3 separate regions of the Mus musculus genome follow, and all the other regions are linked to region 1. A link is a contact called in public HiChIP or PLAC-seq and promoter capture Hi-C data. All regions are on one chromosome and are shown on one strand. Each heading gives the region's core, a stretch centred on a gene start, on an enhancer-like site or on the middle of the called end of the contact. The rest is flanking DNA. Distances are from core to core; before and after follow the strand shown.

Region 1 (4,445 bases), core at 446-2,945:
ACGTAAGACCTGGTGTGATTGTGCACTTCTATAACATAGCACTTGGGAGATGGGCTTAGGAGGATCAGAAATTATAGGTCAGCCATCGTTGGCTACACAGCAAGTTTGAAGCCAGCCTGTCTCAAGAAATGCTTGCCTTGTATACAGAAAGCCCTGGGTTCTATCCCTGGCACCATATAAGACAATCCCAGCACTGGGGAGGTGGAGGCAGGAGGGTCAGAAGTTCAAGGTCATCCCTGGCTACAGTAAATTAGAAGCTGGCTTGGGCTACATAAGAACTGGTCACATCAAGAAGAATAGCAATAAAAATATTTAGATTTATGACTGTGTATGGTGGTATTCATCTGTAATCAGAACTTCTGAGGCTAAGGTAAAAGGATCTTGATTTTGAGACCAGCTTGTGCCGTATAGCAAGTCCAGTCCAGCCTTTGAGCTGTGTAGTTAGATTCAATCAAAATCAAGACTAGAGGCTGAGGAAATAGCTCACTTGTTATTAGCACGCCTAAAGTCCTGAGTTGATCCTGAATAGGTAAAAGAAAGGCTTAGTGTGTTCAATTACTATTTATAATATAAACTTAGAATCAGGTTAATATATGACAGTTGAGATTTTTTTAGATAATAGGGCTCTTTTATTTTAATTTCTTATTTTTATGTGTATGAGTATTTTTCCTACACATGTGCCTGTGCATTTAGGAGACAGAAGCAGGCAGATTTCTGGGAGTTCAAGGATGCCCTGGTTTACATTATAATTTTGAGGCCAGCTAGAATTACAAAGTGAGACCCTGTCTCCAAAAAACAAAAGAAAAGGAAGAGCTAGCACTCAAGGCTTTGTTTTTGTTTTTACTGTTAAGTTAATCTGTGTCTCTTTTCTTCTTATACCCTCTCTGCATGTGTCATGTTTGTGTGCGTGTATGTGTGTGTGTGTGTGTCTGTGTGTGTATATGTATGTCTATGTCTATTTCAGGAGGGCTATGTGTATGCCTGTGTATCTCTCTGTGTGTCTCTGTGTGTATGTGTTTCTGTGTATGGGTGTCTGTGCTTGTGTGTATCTGTGTATATATCTATGTATCTATATGAGTATGTCTGTGTGTTTATGTGTGTGTGCCTATGTATGTGTGTGTGTATGTGCTTAAAGCTTTTTTTAAGGATATTCATTTTATAACAGGATGGTGGTGGGCTTAAAATAGCCCCCCACATATTATGTTTCTAGTTATGTTCTAAAGACATACTTCTTAGCTTGGGTGTATTCACTCTTGATCCCTGAAACTTCCTCTTGGCACTAGTTTATAAAAGCCAGAATGTTGAAATAGCCCTGTTAGTTTGAGATCTGAAGGTGTGAACTCTTTCAGAAACATAATTGAAACCATTACTCAGTTCTGTAATTTGGGATCACTCAGCAACAAGCTACGGAAGTGAGAGGTGCAACAGCACACAGCAGTGCCTGGTTCCTCTCTTAGCTTTGTACTAGAAAAGTCTTCTCTATCTAGTCTTTATCAAAGTCTTGTGTGCTTATTTAAAGTCTTTTCTCCTGAATGGGAAGAGTTTGAACCAATTATAAGCAAATAACCCTTTTTGTGCCTTCCTTTATGTGTATTTCTGTTGCCATGTCAACAAAATATAGCTAACATTGAGTAAACCAGTGGGTGCTTGTATGCTACCTCCCTAGGGGAAGGTAAGTGTGGAGAAGTAGAAGGGGCCAAATTGAGAACAAAGAATGCTTCTCCCCTTGGCTCTCCATTAGCTGGCTGTTTCAGTCCTCACACACACACACACACACACACACACACACACACACAAAACCCGTTTCAGCTGTTCAGAGATACAGCTAATATGTCTTATTCTTTTGCATGTTAGAACCTTGTCACTATTTGGGGTAAAATAACTGTTATAAGCTATCTTTCAGAACCAGGAAACCCAAAAATAAATGGTGATACTTACGAAATTTATATTTTGGGGGCTCAAAGGCTTACATTGTGCATATTGGTGTTGAAAGTACTTCCTGAGTGACAAGTAACTGCTTAGTCAGTAATTTACAGTCACAACCAACAAACAATGGTGGCAGAGACCTAAAACACATGGCATGCTTTTAGAACATATATTTGGTATATCAGTGGGGTGAATCCTAAAGGTGAAATCATTAGGTCAAAAACTACCTAACGTTTTAAGATTGCGAGAGTGATACCCAAACAGCTCTTCACAGTGACTGCATGTGCACCAGGAATGTCAGAAAAAGATCTTTCTCTATACATAGGAAGGGTCCTTTAAAACAGAATAGATATTTGAACATCTAGCAGCCACTTGAGAAGTAGCGGCAGGAGGATGCTTGATCCTTCTTGTAAGCACAAAAATGAAACCCCTAAACTTTGCATCAGGTTTGTGGTAGAAAGAACTGGCAACAACCCTTGCCTGTTTCTTTTAGTGGCCTCAGGTCCTGTCTGCACTTCTTCTGTGCAGCTATTCGAATCCACACCATCAGGTAACTGATTTCACAATTTTGTCTTTTTAGTCTCTTATTTTCTCACCCCCTCTTCTTTTTTTGTTATTTTTCTCCTTAAAATTGCTAAAGCTTATCCTCCCACACTTCAATCATAATTTTTTGTGGAGGGTAAAAGAGAGCTGAGTTTTGAGTTCTTCCATGTTTGAAAATACCCATGTTCTTTTCTTACACACTTCTTGCTATTCGGCCTATGTTAGGAATTTGCTAATTGACTTCTCCAGTGTTGCTTGTTAAGCTTGGCTCCTCCAGTTTCTGTTGAGCTCCTCTGCCAACCCCTAGTGAACCCTTAACATAACCCAATTAACCCTTGGTCATTGGGTTAATTTTTAATAAAATTTAAGTGTGGCTTGGTAAGAACTTTCTTAGATGTTAGCAGGAAATTGGATGAAAATTTCCCCTCCCATTTCTGAGATATAGTACAAACTAGATGATTTTTTTTCTCAGTTGCTTCATCACTTGTATCTACTTTCACTTCCTTTGTGTGGCGGTTCACAACATTTAGCCAAGAAAATGATCCAGCAGGTGCTAGCTCACATAGTCAGTTGTTCCAGTGGGAAGACAGTTCTGCACACTTAATACTTTATACTGTTACACTTCCAGATAGTGTAGGGAAGGAAACCTTCTCTGCCCATCTCAGGTTCACTCGCTTGGCCTGTAACTTACAGCAATAGAAGATATTAATGAAAGAGAAGCAAACAAAAGATTATTAACAAGCAGTGGGTCTTTAATACGCACATGCTATGTGCATTAAGAGGTGACTAACTGAACAGGGTAGTTAGAATTCAGACTTACAGCACAGTTTAACACCAACCAGTATATTTGTAGCCAAGTGACAAGGTAAAAGAAAAGCCTTAGAGCTACAAGGCTAAGTGGGTACTGTGAGAAGACAGATGTGGAAACCGCTGGTAGATGAGGGCTAGATAGTGTGGTTTGCTTGTGTACCCTCTTTTGTTAGGTCCTCGTGTCTACATTGAGATTGTTCTCTCCTCATCCTGGCAAGAGACCGGGATGGGGGGCACTTTTTAAAAGGGACTTTATATTTTGTTCTCAGGTAGTGGGGAGGAACATAGAAAACTCACCCTATCCTGCTTTGTTCAGTTGCTTTCAGCTTAAAATAAGGCTTTGCCAGAGATAAAATATACCAAGAAGGTACATATTCTTTTAGCATAGAATTTGCTAAAAGCAGAGCCAGGTTTGGTGGCTCACGTCTGTATTCCCAGCACTTAAGAGGCTGTGATAGTTAATCAACTTGATAGGATCAGCTAGAACAGTGGTTTGCAACCTTCCTTATGCTTCAATCCTTTAATATATCCTCATCTTGTAGTGACCCCCAACCATAAAATTACTGTTGTTGTTAACTTCATAACTGTAATTCTGCTATTGTTGTGAATTGGAATGTAAATATCTGATATGCAAGACATCTGATATGTAACTCCTATAAAGGGTCATTCAACTCCCAAAGAGGTCACAACTCACAGGTTGAAAATCATTGACCTAGAAGGTATGTCTGTGGTGGTTCATCTAAATTATCTAAGCCCCTGGGTATGCGTGTAAGGGATTACTTAGGTTAGGTTAACTAAGATGGGAAGATTTACCTTAACTCTGAGTAGGTGGCACATAGGCTGTGAAATGCACAATAGTTTCTGCTGCTCTCTGCTTCCTGAAAGAGTGTGACCAGCTGCCTCAAGTTCCTGCTACCCTGACTTTCCTATACCATAAAGCCTATACCTCTGGACTTTCCTATACCATAAAGCCTATACCCCTGGACTTTCCTATACCATAAAGACTATACCCCTGAACTTTCCTATACCATAAAGACTATACCCTGAACTTTCCTATACCATAAAGCCTATACCCTGAACTTTCCTATACCATAAAGCCTATACCCCTGGACTTTCCTATACCATAAAGCCTATACCCCTGGACTTTCCTATACCATAAAGCCTAT
Region 2 (4,514 bases), core at 1,966-4,465, 300 kb before region 1:
AGGGAAGTAGCTTTTCTTTTTTTAGTGAGACAAAGAAGCAGAGAGCCGGTGCCCCGGGGTGGCGGTGGTGTCTACTCAGCTTCCTCGGCCCCAGGTTGTGGGAAGAGAGACTGAGTGTGGGTGGGCAAAGGTGAGGACCCGAGGTCCAAGGGGCCCATGTGACCGTTCTAGCTGAGTGGGGGACTTCCACATCATACCTCAGAAGGCTGAGGAAGCAGCAGTTCATAGAAACAGAGAGGAAGCTGGCTGCAGTGTCCACAGCACAGGTCATAACACTACTGGAACATTCCAAGCCAGGGAGCCACATCAATCTCTGCTCTGGCTCTCCACTGAATTCAGGCAAAGCTGCCTGTGTGGTGCCCCTCAAAGCTCACCCAGTCCTGCTACCTGAAAGGTGTTGAGCCTCATTGTCTCGCCCCACAGACTGGAAACTCCAGCACAGGGAGTTTGTCTTTCTATCCTGGCAGGGGCTTCGGTGAGCATCTGACATCGTCCATGTGTGACAGGGATGGGACCATCTCACTTCAGGGATGGAAAGCTGGCTCCAGCACAGGAGGCGTGTCATGTCTCACAATTCCTGGGATTTGATGCCCCATTGGACTCACAACCTGATGTCACACTCGCAAGTTCCCAGACAAACAGGCCAGTCCAGAGAACCTGCAAAGCCCAGGCCAGAGAAAATGGGGTTGGGCAACAACGGCAGCTGGCATTTCTCAGGCCCTGTCTAAAGTGGGCTGGCCTCGAGATGACTGGAGTGTGCTTAGCTTCTCCTTAAGTCACTGTCATTTACACTGGGTTTCTTTCGGTTCCCTCTTCCTCTAACTCTCTCTGTGCCTTTACTTGGACCATGGCTTTGCCCAAAGCCAACAAAGTTACTTCTTATCACAAGCTCATCTGTGACAGCGTCATACCACTGGTGGGGGAGTCACCGGACCTCCTGATGCCCTCCTAGGACTATGGAGTCTTTCTGCACCCTGTTGGGCCCCCCTGAATGAGCAGGGGGAACTGAGATTAATTTTAAGCATCAGAGTGGGGCCTCACTTCCCTTTTGCCCGTGACAGTGCACAGGAGCCTAGGGGACTCTTCGTTCTTGGAATAGCTGGAGTTCTGTTCACTGAATGAGCACTACCCCTTTCCTTCCTCCAGAAACAGGTCTCTGGCTCAGGGCAGTTTTTGGCTAAGGGGCTCCTTGTCAGGGAAGACAGGATCTGAATGGAGCAGAATCTTTTCGGAGCCCCGTTTATCTTATGGCCTGCCGCTGAGTTTAGGCCTCAGCTGCCCCAGTGCAGACATGCGCCACTGTGACTGGATCCACCCAGAGTTTTAATTTTAAAAATGTGAAACAGAAGGACACATGGCTCAGTGATAGAGTGCCTAGCATATATGAGAGGGTAATATATTCAGCAGATACAAATAATATATTTCCATTTTATATTCAGCTACAGTGAAAGGAGGGGGAGATATATAGAGAGAAGGAAAACAAAAACAAACCCACTGGATTCTCTCTGCTCATTGAAGTCTAATCCAGACATCCCTGGGAAGGCAGCAGAGGTTAAGGAAGAAGCCACAATTCTAATTAATTAATACCACGGTATCTGTCAGCAATCTAAGGCTTTAAATGTAGAGGGTAAACAGTATGTCTACAATGTATATATTTTACTTGCTAGCTAAAGTGAACAATGGGGTGTGTGTGTGGGGGGGGGGGGGGTAAACAAGATGGCTGGCAAGCCTGACAGCCTTAGTTCAGTCCCTGGGCCAGGCATATGAAGGAGAGAACTGGCTGAAGTTGTCCTCTGACATACTCATGCTTATGTGTACCCACAGATGTACACACAAAATAAATGTAATAACATTTTAATTTAACAATTCATTCAGAATATTTGTGTATTAAAAATATCTCTAGGACCGAAGAGATAGCTTGGTAGTTAAGAGCATCTGCTGTTCTTGCAGTAGACCTGGATTCAGATCTCAGCACCCACACCCCCTCGCTCACAACAGTCTCTAACTCCAGTTCCAGAGAATCCAGCGCCCTCTTCTGGTCTCTGCAGGAACTGCATGTTCACGATGCACATGCATGCTGACAAAATACTCATATACATAAAAAATAAAATAAATCACTAAAAAGAATTAAGATGGTAAACATTTAAAATATATGTGCTTATATCTTTAGTTAAGCTGCCTGCGATGCTACACCAAATCTCAGCTACTCAAGGCATCTGAGCCAGGAAAATCGTTTGATTCCTGGAGTTGGAGACCAGCACCGGCAACACAACTTTTTACCCTTAAAAGAGTTAAAACCCAAGAAACAAATACAATAACCCTTTAGAATTATGACAGGGCAGAGAAGGCAGGCACTTAGTAGCACAGTGCTTGCTTAGAATGTGCAAGGTCCTGGGTTCCATTATCAGTAAAATACAAATATAAAAATAAAAATTACTATAGATCATGAACCATGCAAGACAGGGTTGGTTCCCAACTAAGCTGAATTTCAGTGGAAATTAGACGTTAAAATCATATGGAAAAATCAAACGGAAAGACTCTGGAAGTCGTCTCCACCCCTCCTCCAAACCAATCAACAAATTACACCAAAACACAACAAACCAAAAGCTGACTCAAGGAAGGGGTAGACCTTCCTGGAAAAAACACTTAGACTATCAAATAATATGATGCTGACCCAAAAGTTGAAGAGTGAGAATCAGCGAATAATGTTCCTACATGAACAGGATGTGTGGAAGTTGAGGCCAGCATCGACTCGGACAGGAAGGCCCGTTTATGGAACCGGGAGGTCGGGGTGGGGGTGGGAACCCGCTCAAAGGGCAAACCCAAACCACGGTGAAGGTAAGGGCAAAAGAAGAGGTGGGCTTGTCAGTCACATGGTGAGTTGGAGCGGTCCGGAGGGCCAGTGTTAAGGCTGAGGAGACAGAGTGGCCCAAGGTATGTTGAAAGGGAGCTCTCAGGGGTCTCCCAATGCCCTGGAGTGTGGCTCCATCGACGCCCGCGCGCAGCGGATCTCCAGCTCCAGGCGGGCGCGGACTAGGTGAGGACAGGCTACAGGGTATCTGGGGACTGGGTGATGGATGACTCTGTCTCCCCGGATTCCCAAAGGAGCCCGGCGAGGGGCGCCGAGCTGTCTGCGGTCTCGCGGAGGCCCCGGGCTTCCCCGCGGTGGGCGGTGGATGGGTAGGGGCCCGGGGCGCGGGGTGGTGGCGAGGGGCGGGGCGGGGCGCTGCCCCGGGCGGGGGCGGCGCGATGCGGAAGTGCGGGGCGGGCTGGGCGACCCGCGGGCGGTGCAGCTCGGCGAGAGCTCAGCTCGGCCGCAGCGCCAGGCCGGGGCTCCAGGCTCCCCGCGGGCGCACAGCAAACAGGTAGGTCCCGGGGCTGTGGGCTGTGTTGGGCTCCTCGCCCCGAGGGCGGTGGGAACAGCCCCGGGCTTCAGCCAAGCCACGGCTCCGACCCACGGCGACCTGCACGCCCCGGGCACCTGCCAACGGGGCCAGCGGGGTCGGGATCCCGCTCCTCCGCGGTGGGCGATGATCGAAGGCGGCGCCGGGCCAGCGCGAATGGCTCCAAGGCGCTCCGCACCAGGCCAGCTCGGAGTGCCGGGCTCCGGCCGCCAACGTTCGCATGCTCGGGGAAAGTCCCAAGGGCCCAGTGGACATCCCCACTGCGCCTCGCCAGGGTCAAGGATGCCAAGCGCCCTGTCACAGTCTGGCGGGGACCAGGGAGGAGCGAGTTTCCGACCCCGACCCTGTCGGCACACAGCTCGTCTCTCCTCCCCGGCCACACCTCACTTTTTCGACTAAAGAGGTTGAGGTGTCAAGCAGCGATCCCTCCCAAGGATCTTAAAGCCAAGGACAGGAATCTGTGGGAATAGAGTTTGAGGGGAGACGTTGTCAAATAGAGGCTCTGCTCCTTGACTCGTAGCTCAAAAGGGGACGACGATTTATTCTTAGCTGTTGAGAAGAATCGGGGCGGGGGCTGATTAATGCTTGGTCTAGTTTCTTGACGGCCTGCCCCTAAACTTAAGAAGTAACAACTTAGAATCTGAACGTGAAGGGAAAGTGTAGTTGGGCCGAAACGCAGGCGGAGAGATGTCCCGGGCCAGTATTCGCCCTCGGTGCAGATGTCTCCCAGACTCCAGGTGTCTCTCGAACCTCCAGAGGACCCAGAGCGGGTACCTAGTAGCAGGGGTGGAAGTGGGGGCTTTCTTGGCCTCCTCCTGGCATAGCAAGGCGGACACGTCCCGGTCCAGAGGAGCGGACCAGGAACGGACACTAAGCCAGTAACCCCGCGATGACTCCAGGGGCTGACCCAGGTTCCTTCCCACCCCCACCCCCCTTCCCTCCGCGTTATGCCCCGGGTGGAGTCTGCCGGGATGATCAGGAGGGAACGACCTGGCCTGAACTCCAAAGTGAGGATAAGTGATCAGGACCAGAAAGGATGTGGACGGGGCTGACGGAGGCTGGAGAGGCTAAAAGCCTCGCATGAGGACCTGTGTGATACAGTACAGCATT
Region 3 (4,477 bases), core at 1,655-4,154, 430 kb before region 1:
ATAAGAGCACTGGCTGCTCTTCCAGAAGACCTGGGTTTGAGTCCCAGAATCCACATGGCAACTCACAATCATCTGTAACTCCCACTCCCAGGGGTCCAACGCCCTCTTCAGTCTCTTTGCACACTTCACACACGTGGTGCACAGATATAAATGCAGGCAAAATGCCAGCACATATGCAAATAAGTCATCTTGGAAATATAGTTGTAAAAAAGTAACATTACTGCTGGGAGAGGGAAAGTCAGTTTCCTTAAATGATCATAGCCCCCCAGGTGGGTGGTCCATACTCCAGGGCAGGCCCTGCTCCCAGGGTAGGAGGACAATACAAACTGGACTCCATTTAAAAAGAAAAGAAAAGAAATACAAGAAGACAACTCAAAGCTGGGGGTAGGGGAGTGAGGTGATGGTGAAGAGGGTGGGTGTGGGAGGAGTGGGGACTCAAATGCCTTCATAAAATTCTCAAAGAATTAGTGCAAATGTAAAATTTGTTTCAAAGTAAGATATAAACATGGCTGGGGATGTAGCAAGGCAGCAGAGCAGTTGTCTACTAGGCAAAAGGTCTGAGGTTCAATCCCCAGCATTGCAAGAAGAAAAAGATCTGAGCAGTCTGGTGTGCACAGGAGTGTTACACTAGTCTTTGGACTTTACTTTTCTGTATGTTGCAAATGCTCCTTTTAAAAATGCTTTAATGGTTACTCTGAGCGTCTAGAAATAAGGGTAAAGGGGGATAAATGGCTGCATCAGTCCTCAGAGGGGATGATCTCCTGGGATGGGATTGGGGGTAAGGCTGAGTCTTAAACCCTGGGGTTACAGGAGGATTAACCCAGATCATCCCTCTCAGCTGATCACCTGGGGGACACACCTGCCATGCCTGCCCTTCAGACACATCCCTGACAGCCCTGCCCCCCATAGCTGCTAAGCTCTTTCTTCCCTTCTGCTCCCTAACTTCACCCTCATCTCAACCCCATGCTGATCTGAATAGGGTTTGCCTCCCACTAATAGACTGGTTCTAGTCTCCCTTGAGCATTCCCTGAGATCAATGGTGAGTGATGGATCACCTGCACCCAGGAACCAGCTTAGTCCTAATGCTCAAGATCCAGGCTCTCCTAGAGAGAGCTCTGACTCCTGAATGTCACAACTGACCATGGCGACTGTCTTTCTGTTCACCCACTGCCAACTGCTAGCCTGACCTGCTGCTGAGACAGAACTGGAGGCTGCTGCGCTGGGCAGAACCACTGAGCTTCCAGAACACTTCCCTTTAGCTCCCCCCATGAGAGCTCATTTCATCATCTCTAAATATTGTACCTTGCTACCCAAGTCTGGCTTGATGATCTGCAAAATAGTAAGCTTGCCCGGAAGCTCTTCTCTGTGGCTGGATCACTGTAGCCATGGGTCTAAAGTGGGAGCTTGACCTCTGGGGAGAAGGTGAAAACAAATAATTCTTCATTTTTCTGATTATCAGGCTGGGGGTCGGGGGGAGGAATTACTACTGACTTCTGGACTTTTTTGTTTTGTTGGTTTTTGGTTTTTGAGACAGGGTTTCTCTGTGTAGCCTTGGCTGTCCTGGAACTAACTCGGTAGACCAGGCTGGCTTCTAAATCATATAGATCCGCCTGCCTCTGACTCCCAGGTGCTGGGATTAAAGGTGTGAGCCATCACTGCCTGGCAGACATCATTGTTAATAGGGAACGTGAGTTTAAATTCATGAGTTAAAAATCTGGGATAAATGATGAAGGCGTTGTTAACTTAGTCGGAAGCTCCATGTTACTCATTTACTCCATGAGTCAGGTACTTTGATACTGAAGATACAAAGATAACTAGGATACTTCCCAACCTTAACAGCAGGCAATACTCTGATGCTGCCCAGAGGGTCAGAAGAGCACAGCAGGAGAGTCTAAAAAAAGGAAGGGATGGGGTGTCTGGAGAGTAACTCTCAACACAATGCTGAAATTACTGATAAGCCTGAGATGTGCAGGGAATTGCTTCATTCCTGAGGAACATGGAGGGCTTGAGAGCCCAGTAGCCTGGGGAGTTGAACCCAGCCAAGCCATGCCCAAACTTTAGGAGTGAGAATACATGAGAAAGAACTGGTGTGAGGTACCAAGCTTAGAAATCTCTCCACGATTATAACTCGGGGAGCAGATTCCTGAGTATCCACTTCTGACCTAAATGAGACCTGCTGAGATGTCAAATCTGCCTCAAGACCAAGTTCATCTCTTGAATAAATAGATGAAAAGTTGAAAAAAAGCTTCGTGGTTTCCCACATTTCTTGTTACAGGGAACATCAATGATGCCCACACTGCACAGGTCACAGAGGGCGTGGCTCAAAGGGCTGGGAAGAAAGAGGGACTTGGTACACTGGGAGGAGAGCTCTGGCTGGGTGGGATTTCGGGGAAAGCAGTGATGTACCACCACCTAGCACTTGGCACATGCAGGTCTCAACTATCCGCCAGCCCTGCAGTAGCTCTGGGGCGCTTGAGGCTACCCGGAGGGATGGGTTCTGTGGACTGCGGGGATGGGGACGCTGGCTCTGTGTGGGAACCAAGGAAGTGCGCGTGTGTTTGCGCATCTGCAGGAAACAGTCCATCCCCCCCCACCCCCACCCCCCCCCCGGTTCTATCATCCGTCAAGACTAGCCCCTGAGGTCCCTAGGCGTGGCGGACCCAGGGTGGGTTCTGCAGCCAGAACCAAGCCATGCTAGCACTCCTTGGGCGCATCCTCAAGACCCGGTAGCTCACGTCCGCTTTTCAGGCGCAGCAGACCTGAAGCTGCCTCGGACGAGCCTGGGGCACTTTAGTGACGTGTTTTGAACCTCTTTTGCTGGTCCTCACTGGGTCTGGAGCCGGGGACTGGGGGAGGGTTTCCGGGCGGCCACAGGCGGGCACTCGCGTCAGGTGGCCAGGCCAGGCCCCGCCCTCTCGGCCCGCCCTCTCTCCTCCCTGCGCACCGGGCTCCCGGTCCCCGGCCCGGAGGCTGCGGCTTCTGCTCGGGAGGCGGCGGCGGCGGCGGGAGCAGCCATGGAGGCAGGCGGCGGGGCCGGCGCGGGAGCCGCGGGCTGGAGCTGCCCTGGCCCAGGTCAGAGCGGCCTCTCTCTCAGCTCCCTATGCTCCTTCCCCCTACGGCTCTCCTTCCTTCTGACCCCCAGGTGCTCCTGGTACTGAGTCGGCTCCCTTCACCCTGGCCTCCACCGGATACTGCTCTCCATCTTTCGACCTGGGTTGTCCCTTCCCAGCGGTCACTCCCCAAGCGCTCCCCAGTTAGTCTCTCCAGCCCGATTGTGTTTCCAGCTCACGAGGGGGGCGGGGGAGTTGTCTCTAGAGCCTGCACCCTTCTAGTTCATCAAAGCTCTTGACCACCGGGAGAGGGTGGGGTGGGCGAGGTTTGGTGAGGGAGGGAAGGGGAGAGAAAGAGAAACGGCCTAGTTTAGAGCCCCTTCTCTCCTCTCCTGAGCCGGCCACCCCTCCCTTCTCTGCTTTGCTATATAGGATCCTCCCAAAACCTTCTTTCCTAGTTCCCACCCTACCCCTCTTCTTATGCCCCAAGCTAAACAAACACTCACCCTCTTCTGTCTGAGCGAGGGAGAGGAGCCGGGAACAGGGGTGCTGAGGTTGGGCCGCGCCGGACTGGGGTCCCCTCCATAGGCATGAGAGGTGGCTGAGGGAATAGAATCACAGAGCTGGGCAGAGTGAGTCAGGCTTCTCCAGTGTGATTGCAAATTCCGGGGCTCCCATATAAGAATGCACGTCCCTTTCTTTCCCCTCAGCCCCAGGCCCCTCTATTCCTACAGTTCTTACTTTCTCCCGGCTCACAGGACCCACAGTAACCACTTTAGGCTCCTATGAGGTATCTGAGGGTTGTGAGAGGAAGAAAGGCCAACGCTGGGGGTCTCTGGAGCGCCGTGGGATGCAAGCTATGGACGGTGAGTTTTCTGAAAAAGGCTTTCTATCGCCCTACTCCGTAGCTCCCTTCTTCCTTCCCTGACCCCAGAACTCTGAGCCAGAACAGGGCCCTCCCCTCACTTCATCTCAGGCCCCTCCTCCCTGGTGGCTGAGCTCCAAGCCTCCCCTGGGCTCAGGCATTGTGGGAAGTTTGGGCACATCCCTTTGGGGCGCCAATCACCCAGCTAACCAGGTTGTGTGTCCCGGGAAGCTGCCAGACAGAGAGAGGCCCTGCTCAACCCAGCCTGGAAACAGGCTTTCGGCAGGGGGCTTGTTCTTCTCACTGCCTGCTGACCCAGATCCCAAGCTGTCTCTTATTTTTAAAAGCCAGGACATGGGCATGAGAACTGTCTATCTGATGCCACCACCGTCAACTCTGAATGGAACCCTGCAGCTTTAGTAAGAACGTGCTTAGGAGAGGGCTAGATGGAGTCTATTTCCCAACAGCACTCGCGTGTAACAGGGCAGGCAGTACCAACACATTATCCAGGACTTCTTGTGAAGTGTCCCCAGGCCCCTCTGTAGTTCAGCACAGGCCTTCC

What was found. Promoter capture Hi-C pulls out the DNA fragments that hold promoters and counts their contacts. HiChIP or PLAC-seq counts read pairs in DNA pulled down with a chosen protein or histone mark.
Region 2: an H3K27ac HiChIP or PLAC-seq map of bone marrow-derived dendritic cells shows a contact between it and region 1, with 2.1 times the contacts expected there. The contact joins the promoter of Irf5 here to the enhancer-like site in region 1. A contact is called at or near these places in 4 of 39 promoter capture datasets (the 3T3-L1 cell line, the HPC-7 cell line, HPC-7-derived erythroid cells and 1 more), 1 of 484 Hi-C or Micro-C datasets (adipose-derived mesenchymal stem cells), 1 of 115 datasets of contacts at active chromatin or transcription factors (bone marrow-derived dendritic cells) and 1 of 9 other capture datasets (pancreatic islet).
Region 3: a contact with region 1 is called in a promoter capture Hi-C map of the 3T3-L1 cell line, with 5 times the contacts expected there. The contact joins the promoter of Ccdc136 here to the enhancer-like site in region 1. A contact is called at or near these places in 7 of 39 promoter capture datasets (the 3T3-L1 cell line, 3T3-L1-derived adipocytes, the C10 cell line and 3 more), 5 of 484 Hi-C or Micro-C datasets (the N1E-115 cell line, adipose-derived mesenchymal stem cells, cerebellum and 1 more) and 2 of 9 other capture datasets (adipose tissue and liver).

The regions. Positions count from the first base shown.
Region 1 is chr6:29,826,041-29,830,485 of GRCm38.p6, forward strand. The region is part of intron 1 of Ahcyl2 (S-adenosylhomocysteine hydrolase-like 2); the gene reads left to right. Among named protein-coding and RNA genes, the nearest start is that of Ahcyl2, 60 kb to the left of the region's middle. Within about 2 kb of position 1,696, at least 73 of the 459 cell types and tissues checked have an H3K27ac peak or open chromatin away from gene starts, as enhancers often do. A contact at or near this core is called in adipose tissue and bone marrow-derived dendritic cells, where this site is marked.
Region 2 is chr6:29,523,410-29,527,923 of GRCm38.p6, forward strand. Irf5 (interferon regulatory factor 5) reads left to right here and starts at 3,216. Exons shown (of 9, transcript NM_012057.4): 1 at 3,216-3,365. Gm26627 (a long non-coding RNA gene) reads left to right here. Exons shown (of 3, transcript XR_868831.3): 3 at 468-1,295.
Region 3 is chr6:29,393,671-29,398,147 of GRCm38.p6, forward strand. It overlaps Ccdc136 (coiled-coil domain containing 136), which reads left to right and starts at 2,905. Exons shown (of 18, transcript NM_001347071.1): 1 at 2,905-3,072; 2 at 3,809-3,916. The coding sequence starts at 3,015.